Linked DNA regions of Hordeum vulgare: region 1 is linked to region 2. The links are chromatin contacts, called in public Hi-C maps. All regions are on one chromosome and are shown on one strand. The core of a region is the stretch at or near the end of the contact, and the rest is flanking DNA. Distances in the headings are between cores, read along the strand shown. Region 1 holds the start of LOC123399580. Region 2 holds the start of LOC123439969 (annexin D3-like).

Region 1 (6,447 bases), core at 2,634-5,133, 300 kb before region 2:
GTGCAAGCTCTTTTGTGTTTGCGCAGGCACTCTGGACTTGACGAGATTCTCCTACTGGATTGATACCTTGGTTCTCAAACTGAGGGAAATACTTACTGCTCCTATGCTGCATCACCCTTTCCTCTTCAAGGGAAAAACCAACGCAAGCTCAAGAGACGACAGAAGGATCTCTGGCACCACTGCCGGGGAAGGACTTTTTGTTGCCGTAGCAATGATCAACACCATAATGCTATGGGTGTTCGATACATCACAATGTAACTAGATTATTGACTCTAGTGCAAGTAGGAGACTGTTGGAAATATGCCCTAGAGGCAATAATAAAATGGTTATTACCATATTTCCTTGTTCATGATAATCGTCTATTGTTCATGCTATAATTGTATTAACAGGAAACAGTAATACATGTGTGAATAAATAGATCACAATGTGTCCCTAGCAAGCCTCTAGTTGGCTAGCTCGTTGATCAATAGATGATCATGGTTTCCTGATCATGGGCATTAGATGTCATTGATAACGGGATCACATCATTGGGAGAATGATGTGATGGACAAGACCCAATCCTAAGCATAGCACTAGATCGTATTGTTCGTATGCTAAAGTTTTTCTAATGTCAAGTGTCTTTTCCTTCGATCGTGTGATTGTGCAACTCCCGGACACCGTAGGAGTGCTTTGGGTGTATCAAACATCACAACGTAACTGGGTGACTATAAAGGTGCACTACGGGTACCTCTGAAAGTGTCTGTTGGGTTGGTACGAATCGAGATCGGGATTTGTCACTCCGTGTGACGGAGAGGTATCTCTGGGCCCACTCGGTAGAACATCATCATGAGCTCAATGTGACTAAGGAGTTAGTCACAGGATGACGTGCTATGAAACGAGTAAAGAGACTTACCGGTAACGAGACTGAACAAGGTATAGGTATAGCGACGATCGAATCTCGGGCAAGTTCTATACCGACACACAAAGGGAATTGTATACGGGATTGATTGAATCCTTGACATTGTGGTTCATCCGATAAGATCATCGTGGAACGTGTGGGAGCCACCATGGGTATCCAGATCCCGCTGATGGTTATTGGCCGGAGAGCGTCTCGGTCATGTGTGCATGCTTCCCGAACCCGTAGGGTCTACACACTTAAGGTTCGATGACGCTAGGGTTATAGGGAAATGTTATACGAGGTTACCGAAAGTTGTTCGGAGTCCCGGATGAGATTCCGGATGTCACCAGCAGCTCCGGAATGGTCTGGAGGTAAAGATTGATATATAGGATGGATGGTTTTGGACACCGGAAATGTTTCCGGCGTCACCGGTAGCGTACCGGGACCACCGGAAATGGGCCCGGGGGTCCATCGGGAGGGGCCACCAGCCCCAAGAGGTAGCATGGGCCAAAAGGTGGTCGGCAACCAGCCCAAAGTGGGCTGGTGCGCCACCCACAAGGGGGCCCAAGGCGCAAGAGGTGGAGAGGGGGGGAACCCTAGGCGTTGGTGGGCCTAAGGCCCACCTAAGGGGTGCGCCACCCCCTCCCCCTGCCCTAGCCACCGCACCTCCCATCTGGGGAGCTGCCGCACCACCTAGGGGGAAACTCTAGGGGTGGCACCCCCTCCCCTCCTCCTATATATATGGAGGGGTTTGGGGCTATTTTGCAGCTATTTTGCACACCGTTCCATCTCCCCTTCGGTGCAGCCCTGCTCCCCTCCTTCCTCCTCCTCACACGGTGCTTGGCGAAGCCCTGTCGGAAGACCTCGTTTCTCCATCGACACCACGCCGTCGTGCTGCCGGAGATCTTCCCCAACCTCTCCCTCCTCCTTGCTGGATCAAGGTGCGGGAGACGTCACCGGGCTGCACGTGTGTTGAACGCGGAGGTGCCGTGGTTCGGCACTAGCTCGGGATCACACCGCGATCTGAATCGCCGCGAGTACGGCTCCATCAACCGCGTTCTAGTAACGCTTCCGCTTAGCGATCTTCAAAGGTATGAAGATGCACTCACCCCTCTCTCGTTGCTCGTCTCTCCATAGGAAGATCTAAATATGGTGTAGGAAAACTGTATAATTTGTGCTACGTTACCCAACACGAGGATGAGAGTATAATTTTATTATGACAACGTTGGTAGTCGTGTGAAGCATGCGAGGGACGCGAATGAGATCACTGCATTTCTTGACACCTACCGGAAGATTGACAACAATGCTTCACACTACGAGCTCTGTGATGATCTCGTTGAGAATTAGTGGCAACTCTTTGGGAGATAGACTGTCATTTTAATCTGAAGAATTTATTGTTGTATTTGTGTGAGATTTGAACAATTTGTTATTGTAATAACTATTTAAAGTTGAACATTTGTTGTAATGAAGATGATTGTTGTATTATGAATTGCCTTTGGGATCATTTGTTTAATTTCTAATGTGATTCTATTCGATCTGTATTTTCGAAAGTCAATGAATTTGCAAACTTCTATAAACCCGTTTCGCAAAATTTTTACGGGATAAGTTTAGAGGATCTATTTTGCGCCGGAGGCCTCACGGTATCGGAATTTTTATAGTTCTCTCGTAAATGAATTTAATGGGACGCTTTTATCGGATCTGTTACAGATGGTCCAAGGCTCGAAGCTCTATGGTTCCAATGAAGGTTGGCTATGGTGGATTGCTGCCGGTCGCCGCCGGCACAAGGAAAACCTATGTAGAACCACTTGCAAGCATTGTCCACTCTTAATTAGTTTAGTTGGTTGGTGCAGTTCTAGATAATCCCGTTGACTGCACACGTTATTCGTGATGCACGCACCCCGCGCGGCCGCGGTCCGGCGCGGCGGAAAGGCCGCAGCTGCGTGGAAGGCAAATTGCAGTGTCCTACACTACACTAATAATGCTACAGTACGTACCAAAAACAAATCAAGATCTGACGAAAACTTTGGGCCCCTCTACAGCACACTATAATGAAAGACCAATAGCCCCCGGCTGAGAAAAGCTAATCCAGATCGCCGTCAGTAAAGTGGCGATCCACGTCAGCCCCTCCATCCACCCTCATCCCCGGGATCAACTGAGACAAGAACTCAGGAGCCACCACGCCCGTATACTATGTACCGCCATGCATCAAGTTTACGGTCAGATCGCGTTAAGGAAAAAGCAAGTATACGGTGCCTACCAAAGAAAACGTTTTAGTTATACTTATAAGACGTGGGTACACCCTACAACAACAAACCTAGAGGTTTCAAGCGTACTAAGCATACATCAATGCTACTGGTTGGCGCCATAAAAAATGGAACGGAAGGAATGAATTAAATCCGTCCATTGTCTATGCCTTTTAACACCAGCTAACTCATAAATGGATGATCGTATTCCTTAACGCTCATCATAAATGGATCCTCTAGAACCAACCATGCATCCTCCTCCTACAGCATCACAGAAAACACAAACGGGCCACGTAGCCAGCCGTCATAGAAGATCCAGCGTCCAAGAGAAGGTAAAAAAGGTCGCTCTCCGCATCAGCCTTCTCTATCAAGGGTGTCCCTTTGAGCCGCCCACCCACTCGCCGCGGCTCCCCTTCTTCCTCCCATCGCATTCCTCCCCGCACACAATCCTTCCTTTTTTTATTCTTCCCTTCCACTCTTCCTTTACTTTGGTTTGTGCTCTCGAGTCTAATCCCGTTTCTTCCCTCGTTCGTCCAACTCCCAACTCCCATAGTTCACATCACCTTTGCTTCGGCTTTCTTGCCGCCCGCCCTTGAACTCGACAAGAAGAAAGAAGCCAAGCACTCCACGGAACCTCCCACCACAAGCCGAGAGATTCCAGACGGAGGGAAGCTTTGGGTCCAAGAACCCGAGGGAGAGAAGCCAAGAAATCGGAAGAAGGAATAGTGGTGGTACTAGTGCCGTGGTAGCAGGCTAGCAGCCATGGTGAGGAGCAAAGAGGTGCCCAAGAGGCCCAAGGACCCGCTCATGACACCTCCGTCCAAGCCCAGGGGGTTCAGGGACGACGACGGCGGAAGCCTGCCGAGGAACCGCGGCGGCGCGGCCATGTCCCCGGCGCCGGCCTCCGTGCCCAACTACATGCGGGCCACCAGCAGCTCCGGCGCCAAGGCCGGGCGGCGCGGCGCGGGGGCCGTGCCCTCCTCGGCGTCGCCCACGAGCCGGCGGGGGCCTGTGCGGGTGGTGACCAGGGGGAGGGTGCTTTTCCCGACGCCGGAGGTGCCCGGCATGGTCCGCCCCACGTGCTCCTCCACCATGAAGGAGGCCAAGTTCCCCGGCGCGCTCGACCTGGCGCCCGGGGCGACCGACGCCCAGGGCCCCGCGGCGATGCGCGTGTGCCCGTACAACTACTGCTCCCTCAACGGCCACGCGCACTCGCCGGCCGTGCCGCTCCGGAGCTTCCTCGCATCGCGCCGCCGGCTCATCAAGACGCAGCAGAGCATGAAGCACAAGGGCGTCTCGGCGTTCCGCAAGGGATCCGGCCACCAGAGGCCGGAAGACAAGAAAAGCAGCCCCGTCGTCTCCGCCGCCGTTGCCAAGGCCGCGCCTCTGGTCGACGAGGAGGCGCTGGGCGACTTCTTCGTGGAGGTGTACGCCGGCCCGAGGGTGAGCTCCGACATGAGCTGCAGCGACATGTCCCTGGACGAGATGGACGCCGCGGTGAGGAGGATGGAGTTCGTCGTCTTCGACCGATGCGGCGTGGGCGAGGAAGACGAGAAGGGCGGCGATCCTGCCGCTCGCGGCGACGGCCACGGCGACGGGAGGCCGGAGGAGGAGGACAGGCTAGGTTTCTGCAGGGACAGTTCGTCGGAGTGCAGCGATGAAGGTGTCCCCGGTCTCATCTCCGGCAACATCGTGGAGGAGCTGCCCTGGATGAGGTACCAGGGGTACGAGTGCGATAGCCTGTACGACGATGTTTCAGAAGAACGAGAAAATGTTCAGGAAGCAGAAGTTTCAGAAGGCAGATCCCGCGGATCGGGCGATAATCACGAAGAAGATGCCAATGAAGAGCAGAAACCGAAAGATGGGGAGATCACCGCCGATCGGCCCCGTGAAACGGGGATCGCCGCGGATGAAGAGGGTATCGTTTGCGGGGTGGAGGTCAGCGAAGACTGGCAGGGAAGAGATGAAGGCGACGACATCGCCAACACCATGGATCAACAGGAGGCGGCTTCCACAGTGCAAGAGACGCAATATCCTGAAGAAGACGAGGAGCGAGTCTCGGATATTGCCCACAAAATGGAGATCGCCGCGGCGCAATCATATATTGTTTGTGCAGCGGAGGTCCGCAATGAGCAGGAAGAAGAAGAAGAAGAAGATCAAGACAACATTCAGAGGCAGGTGATCCAAGGGTATGTTTCTATTGAACCAGGCACATCAGAAGAGAAGCTCTCCATCTATGGATCAGAGATTCCTGAGACTGAAATAGCAGAAAGAGAAGAGAAGCTCTCCATCTATGGATCAGAGATTCCTGAGACTGAAGTAGCAGAAAGAGTGGAAAATGTCCTCGAGGAGAGCCGGGAAGAGGAGGGTTCAGCAGATCAGGAGGCAAAGGATGATCAGAGCAACGTGGAATCTACGGGCAACTTGGAGGTTGCAGAGAAGCAGGACATGCCGGATGACGGGTCTGAAATGGAGATTTCTGAGACTGTCCACAGTGCTGCATGCGAAGAGGATTTTGTTCAGGAAGAATTAGCCTCCAAAGCTGATTCAGAAGGTGAAATTTCTGACCCCAGTGCTGTTGCTTCTCCGGACGTTGAAATGTCCACACCACCAACAGAGGGTGGCTTTGAACAAGATGAGGACACTGTGGAAGATGCTTTTGAAGAGTATCCCTGCAGCGCCGTGAACGACTTGGTTGATCAATTTATCCCTACAGAAGACACAGTGGATGTCACAGAAGATGCTCAGAAGGAAATTGAGATTACCTCATGCAATTTGGAAGCTGCTTCTGATGAAGCTGGTACTATCCAAGAAAGCAGCCAGGAAGTCGATTTGGTATGTGTTGATGCTGCTGCTGAAATCGAACCGCAGCCAGAGATTACAAATTGCAAGTCGGAAGATTCTTCTGAACAAGAGTCTTGTATTGCCCAAGAAAGCAGCCAAGATGCTAAGCCTGTATGTGTTGATGCTGCTGCTGAAATGGAACCAGAGATAGAGGTTGCAAATTGCAAAGTGGAACATTCTTTTGAAGAGTCTGGTACTGCCCAAGAAAGCAGCCAAGACGTCAAACCTGCATGTGTTGATGCTGCTGCTCAAATAGAATCAGAGACTACAAACTGCAACTTGGAAGATGCTTCTGAAGAAGGTGGTATCACTGGACAAACTGTTCAGGATAATAACTTGGTGTATGTCGGCGAGGTTGCTCAAGTGCAATCAGAGGTTGACACAAGCGAGTTGGTAGACACTTCTGAAGAATCTGGTATTGCCCATGAAATTGGTGAAGATGATAACTGTGCATATGTCAGTGATGATGCTCAAAGTGATTCT
Region 2 (6,547 bases), core at 434-2,933:
TATATAGTGGCAATGTATAAACCCTACAGTCCACGTTGTCATCCTTATCGTCGCCACCAGCATCGTCATTATCCCCTTCAATCATGCATGGTTGGTTTATGTCTTATTCAATTCAAGGATGTTCATGAACACAACTTGTATATCAAGTTTCTGCTACTAGGTCACATACCAGCAAACCGGACATCATTATACTAGCTTGTTGTCTTTGGCTTCTCTCTAACAAATCAATCAGAGCTTCGTACTATGCCACGAAACCTAAGCTAGTTAGCTGGACAATTAAGGGGTTAGAGAAATGGTTGATGAAACATTTCCACTCACCAATTTAATGCAGTTTTGTAAGTTCACACCACCGCCGTCCATATCTAACAGTGTAAGGATGTGACGTGCGATTATTTCAGCTGAAACTTGTGGCAAAAGAATCGCACGGACTATCAGAAGATGTGAAAACACATGCACCGCCAAGGATATGTAAGACGTAACCCCTAAAAAAGACATCTAGATACAACTGGTGTGGTCCAAAATAACTCATTATCATCGTCCCTGTATGTTGGGCCATATTCTTCAATCATACAGCAAGCCTGTTATTATGCTGGAGGAAACTGGGCGCATGGTGAAGGACAAGATCATTGGTGACTTGCACACAAGCAAATCACCCCTATAATATTGGAGATTTCAGATATGGTCGTTGATTTGTTTGCATAAGCAGCCATTGGGCATTTGCCGCAGTTGTCCATGTATCTTTCGTCAAAGGCCTGGTTAATTATGCGTTTGGTTGGCAGGCAACCAAATGAACTCTTGGCAACGTTGATATATAGTATTAGAAAACCACTGGTCAGATCAGTGTGATCCACGAGAACACTTGTTTTCTCTTATATTCTAAGCAGGCAGTTCTACAGTCAGCTCAACCTTGCCAACTGTCCTTCTAGTCTAGCTTTCTTTTCTGAAATATAAATACCACTACACAGTTGTTTAAATGCAACTTACTTATTTATTTTCCCTCTTCCAAGCAGCCTCCGTTGAAAGAAAGAGTTCAACAAAGCAGGAGAAGAAGATAAAAGCAGAGAGAGTATGGGTTTCACAGAGAAAGCAAAAAAAAAAAGACTTTGAAAATGCTTTGTGAACTGTGGCATGTTCTCAGCTTTTGAACCGGGCGCATGGAACGTGCGGGCATGTCCTCCGTTTTTTCGAAAGGCCCGTGATTGTTCAGATTATCTTGGAGCCCATGACGCGTCTCCTTGTGAACGACGACGGGCTAAAGTATTAAAGCGTGAGGAAACTACGGGTCTTTGCATGGTGGAAACAGTGTGGTTTTGGGGATTTGCTTGGAGCTCTCTTTTGGAAGAGAAACCTTACCGGTTAAGCAATGCCATGTGTTTCCAAGATCATGCTTCCAGGATGAGAATCTCTGGTTTTTTTTATCAATGTTACTACTACTAAACTACTGTACTTTGTTGTTGCACATGGTGATACACCATCTTCCCCAATAGTGGAAGGGTGAGCGCGAGGAAACAGCTAGCTCGGAACTAAAGATAAGAATAGATAAGGGCCATGAGAAATTTATTCATCAAGGCGCCTGTAGCTCAGTGGATAGAGCGTCCGTTTCCTAAGCGGAAAGTCGTAGGTTCGACCCCTACCTGGCGCGTTTTTTCTATTATTTTTTTTGCTTAGTTGGTGCACTATTTTTGAACCATTATTTATTTCCCAACAGGAGAGGATATGAACAAGCATGAATCAGGCAAAGAGGGTGTCAAACGGTAATGATACTCTCCACCATCTTCTACAAGGTAGTATTACTGATTTTCCTTAACTCCCAAGTTCTCCAAATCAGTAGATGGTGGGGGACAAGTCTGAAAATACCCCAAGATGTCAGTAAGATTGACAGTACATTACAGTGAGCAAGTCTGAAAATAGATGAGGCAAGCCTTAACTTAAAAGCAGTATCACTCACGTTTTTCCAGCAATCAAATCCGGTTCCCTCTTCAATGCTGATTAAGTAGGAGTAATGGACATAATGGAACCCCCAAAATGCCCCCTCGTGTGACCTGTACACAACATTAGCCAAGCTGGGTAATGATAATAGCACCATCAAAACCCGAACGGCGAAAGAAAAACGCAATCAAAAAGATGCACGCGAAACACACGAGGAAATATAATTAGGCGAAAAGCTCGTTGCCGGCGAAGCTTTCAACCCTGGCTGCCATGTGTGGCTGGTGCTGCTGCCTCGACCTCGAGTGCATCCATAACATCCCGCCCCTCAGTCTCCTCTTCCTCCACTTCTCCTCGGCTCCATCAACGGGAAGGGAGGGGATAGCAGAACGTGCTCCCTCCATGGCCTCCATCTCGGTCCCGGACCCCGTCCCTTCCCCGACCGAGGACGCAGAGAACATAAGAAAGGCGGTACAAGGTACTGTGATTCAAGTTTAACCAAGATTGTAGGTCCGTGTGCACTATATATATATATATATTTATACGTGAGATACTACGATCACTGAATTGTGTGAAAGATTTGTGAGCTGAGCTCTCCTGGTCAATTCTTTGTGAGATGGCCGCTGTTCGAGCCTGTTTAATCTAGAGAGTGAAGAATTATGTACTGAAATCGAGAAAAATGGACAGGGTGGGGGACGGACGAGAATGCGCTGATCGAGATCCTAGGCCACCGGACGGCGGCGCAGCGCGCGGAGATCGCCGTGGCCTACGAGGGCCTCAACGACAAGACCCTCCTCCGCACGCTCCAAGACGAGCTCTCCGGCCACTTCAAGGTAACTAGTAGTACCTTCACCTCTTCCATGGCGACCTCCTCTCCCTAGGCTTCTTCTTCTTCCCCGGACGGACAGTGAAATCTCCATGTACTGTATGTGCGTTGGTTGGTCTGGTGGTCAGGGCGCCATGACGCTGTGGGCGATGGACCCGGTGGCGCGGGACGCCAAGCTGGCCTACAAGGCCCTGAGGAAGAAGGGCGGCGACCGGCACGCCTGGGTGCTCATCGAGGTGGCCTGCGCGTCGTCGCCGGACCACCTCGTCGCCGTCAGGAAGGCCTACTGCTCCGCCTACGACTCGTCCCTCGAGGAGGACGTCGCCGCCTGCTCGCTCTACAAGGAACCCCTCAAGCAGGCGAGGCCCTTCTCCTCCTCCTTTCCTCACCCGCCGTGGGTTGATTTCTTTGCTCTCGCCGGTCCGGCCAGCTGAGCGCTCGTGTCGTGTGCAGTTCCTGGTGCGGTTGGTGAGCTCGTACCGCTACGCCGGCGACCTCGTCGACGGCGAGCTGGCGAGGGCGGAGGCGGCCGAGCTGCACGGCGCGGTGGCGGCCAAGAAGCAGCCGCTGCACGGGGACGTGGTGCGCATCGTCAGCTCCAGGAGCAAGCCGCAGCTCAAGGCCACGTTCGAGCACTACAAGCGACAGCACGGCAAGCCCATCCACGAGGTTCGACCGCCTCATGCTTATACAGATATACTCCTACAACCAAAGAACTGAACACGAATGAACTTGACTTTTATCTGTTTTTATTTTATTTATGTGCCACAAATTGGCAGGTTCTCGAGGGGAACCGGAATGACCAGCTCTCGGCCATGCTGAAAACTGCGGTTTGGTGCTTGACATCGCCGGAGAAACATTTCGCAGAGGTAACACCCAAAAGACTAAGCATTTGGAATGAGTTGTTTTTTATGCTCCTTGCCTTCTCCAGGTGATCCGGACCTCGATCATAGGGCTCGGCACCGACGAGGAGTCGCTGACCAGAGCCATCGTCTCGCGCGCGGAGGTCGACATGAAGAAAGTCAAGGAGGAATACAAGGTGAGGTACAAGACGACGGTGACCAAGGACGTCGTCGGCGACACTTCCGGGTACTACCAGGGCATCCTGCTCACCCTCATCGGGCCAGAGTAGCCATTGCCAGGATCATGCAAGCTCAGAGGATGATGTTCAATGGCATATTGCTTTAGTACTTTGCTGGTTTGATTGAGCAGAGTGGCACTGCCGTGTGTACAATCTAGAGTGAAGTGTTGGTGTTGTGAAATAAGACCCGTGACAGTTCATTTATTGGTGTATTCAACACTAGCTTGAGACAACGGTACTTCCATCATGATTTGATTTATCCAAAGATACATGGTGCCATGGTATCATAAACTCATTTTATGCACATAGATAGTTGCGGCGATTCGACTCAAGTAACACAGAATGAACGGTAGAGCTACTGAAAATACAGAACCAAACGCACATCCTACTTCATCAGTAGGCGGGTGGGATCTCACTTCTTCCTTGCAAGAGCAGCTGCAATCCCACCAACGATAAGCCCTACTGCAGTTGTGGCGATTCCTATGCCAATCACACCATCTGCACGGAACAGGGTTACCAGTATCTTTAGCCAGCATATATTGCTTGGTTTTGAACTCGGCATAAATAACTCAATAGCATACTGTTGTCACTTCAACAGATAAAGAAATAGTATCTCATAGCGTTCTACTGAGGATTGAGGAACATGTAAAAAAGATCAAACTGCCAATGGACCATAGAAAAGTATGGTTGATTAAACTTATCTTACCTTTAGCAATTTTATCCTCTATTGCCTTCTTCAGAGATGATGCCTGCCGCCAATCAGGTTGAATCTACAAGAAAGAGGTCAAGATAAATTAGAAGGGGAAATTTTAGAAAGGTGGCAATATCCATAAACCGTTATGCAATTATATTCAACTACTCCCTCCGTTCCTAAATATAAGTCTTTTTAGAGATTTTATTAAATGACTACATACAAAATAAAATGAATGAATGTACATTCTAAAATATGTCTATATTCATCCGTATGTAGATTTATAGTGAAACCTCTTCAAAGACTTATATTTAGGAACGGAGGGAGTAGTATGGAATATAAAGATGATGGTCCCAGATTACCCCTTAAACGGTTGAAAGACATATGTACTTATCTTACCCCATGAAGTTTGTTTTGGATATTTTGGTCTAAATTCTAATTATATCCCATGTTTAAAGTGTATATGTCACATAGATAAATATATCTAACTAACATGTCCGGCACAAAAAATGCTACTTCGGAAATAGGCTCAAGCAGAGCCAAATCTTTAAGTGGAATAGCACATAACAAACCAGCAACAAGGATAACCACAATCTTCAACTGCTTAGCTAGATTTAGTCGACAAGGATAAGTGCCGAATCAATAGAAGTATAAAACACATGCAGAACAGTTGAATGAATTCAGTTAAGCAATTAGACAGAAATGCTGTTTGCATAACAGTTAACAAAATAACATAGCCAATTAGCCACATATCAATTGCTTATCAGTCCTACCGCAAAAAAAAAAAATCGAATGTATACCATGACACTGTCAGATCAATGAGAGGGATGGGGTGATTTAAGGACAATTTTTTGGATGGTGCAAATGTAGAAAGATTATTTTCGAGCCTGACTAAGAAATCAACAAACTGAGGTAGCCAAAAATGTCAAGAACTTCTACTTTAGCCACACAAACCTCAGTGGTAGAATCAAATACTTGGTTTATCACTATGTCATCCAGCACAGAAACAGTACTGGTTAATACTTAGTTACAGAAGCAATATTCAAATAAACTCCATATGTGTCATCCATTGGACCAGCACAGAAATAGTACTGGTTGTGTTACACGAGAAAATAAGAAAATGCGTTATCACAAGTTAACAGGACAAAGCTATTTGCGTCAACTGCATGTAAGATATTATTAAATACTCCCTCCGTCCCAAAATTCTTGTCTTAGATTTGTTTAGATATGAATGTATCTAGTCAAGTTTTAGTATTTAGATACATCCATTTCTAGACAAAGCTAAGACAAGAATTTTGGGACGGAGGGAGTACTTGGTTTGCAGTTAACCTGAAACCAGTGAATATTGTTTCCCTTTTACCAGCAGAAAGACCAATTACACATCAAGAAAGTATGCGTTGCATAAGGCAATCAGAAGGTGCAAATATCGCAGGAATACCTCCAAACAGCGGTCCGCAAGTTGCCGGCTTCTTACATAGTTACCATTTCTGTAGTGCCCAACAGCCAACAAATACAGTTTTTCTCTAGTCTGCAGTGGGCTGGTGGTTTTATCAAGAGAAGCTGTACAAGTAGAACAAACAAGTTGATCAAAACAGAGTTGAGAAGAATAGATGGCGAAGTAAGATAATAGGTTGCAAGGAGTAAATTTGAGAAGAATAGATGGTGAAGTAAGATAATACTCCCTCCGTCCCAAAATTCTTGTCTTAGATTTGTCTAGATATGAATGTATCTAGTCACGTTTTAGTATTTAGATACATCCATTTATAGATAAACCTAAGACAATAATTTTGGGACGGAGGGAGTAGGTTAATAAAAAAAGTTAGTTATCTGACCTTCAATCATGCCAATTCCACGGTTCACATCATCAGTCTGCTTGGAATGGACGAGAGCCCAAGATAGCCTCATAATGCTATCATTTTTCTGTTCTTCGGTTGCAGCCTCAGCAACCTCTCTTTCGCATCCCTAGGTACATATAACCATGAAAATCATCGGAATCAGAACTATAAGTCTAGTTGCTCATCAA

What was found. Hi-C and Micro-C count contacts between places; a contact is called where the count stands out from the background.
Region 1: a Hi-C map of seedling shows a contact between it and region 2, with 2.8 times the contacts expected there. The contact joins the promoter of LOC123399580 here to the promoter of LOC123439969 in region 2. A contact is called at or near these places in 2 of 6 Hi-C or Micro-C datasets (leaf and seedling).

Annotation. Positions count from the first base shown.
Region 1 is chr1H:394,505,461-394,511,907 of MorexV3_pseudomolecules_assembly, reverse strand. It overlaps LOC123399580, which reads left to right and starts at 3,883. Exons shown (of 2, transcript XM_045093985.1): 1 at 3,883-6,447. The coding sequence starts at 3,883.
Region 2 is chr1H:394,202,949-394,209,495 of MorexV3_pseudomolecules_assembly, reverse strand. It overlaps LOC123439969 (annexin D3-like), which reads left to right and starts at 1,683. Exons shown (of 6, transcript XM_045116577.1): 1 at 1,683-2,404; 2 at 2,614-2,759; 3 at 2,881-3,111; 4 at 3,206-3,421; 5 at 3,532-3,621; 6 at 3,684-4,098. The coding sequence starts at 2,200. The coding sequence ends at 3,884. It overlaps TRNAR-CCU (a tRNA gene), which reads left to right and starts at 1,570; the gene lies at 1,570-1,642. LOC123439990 (mitochondrial fission 1 protein A-like) reads right to left here. Exons shown (of 5, transcript XM_045116588.1): 2 at 6,357-6,486; 3 at 5,963-6,084; 4 at 4,540-4,603; 5 at 4,058-4,331. The coding sequence ends at 4,246.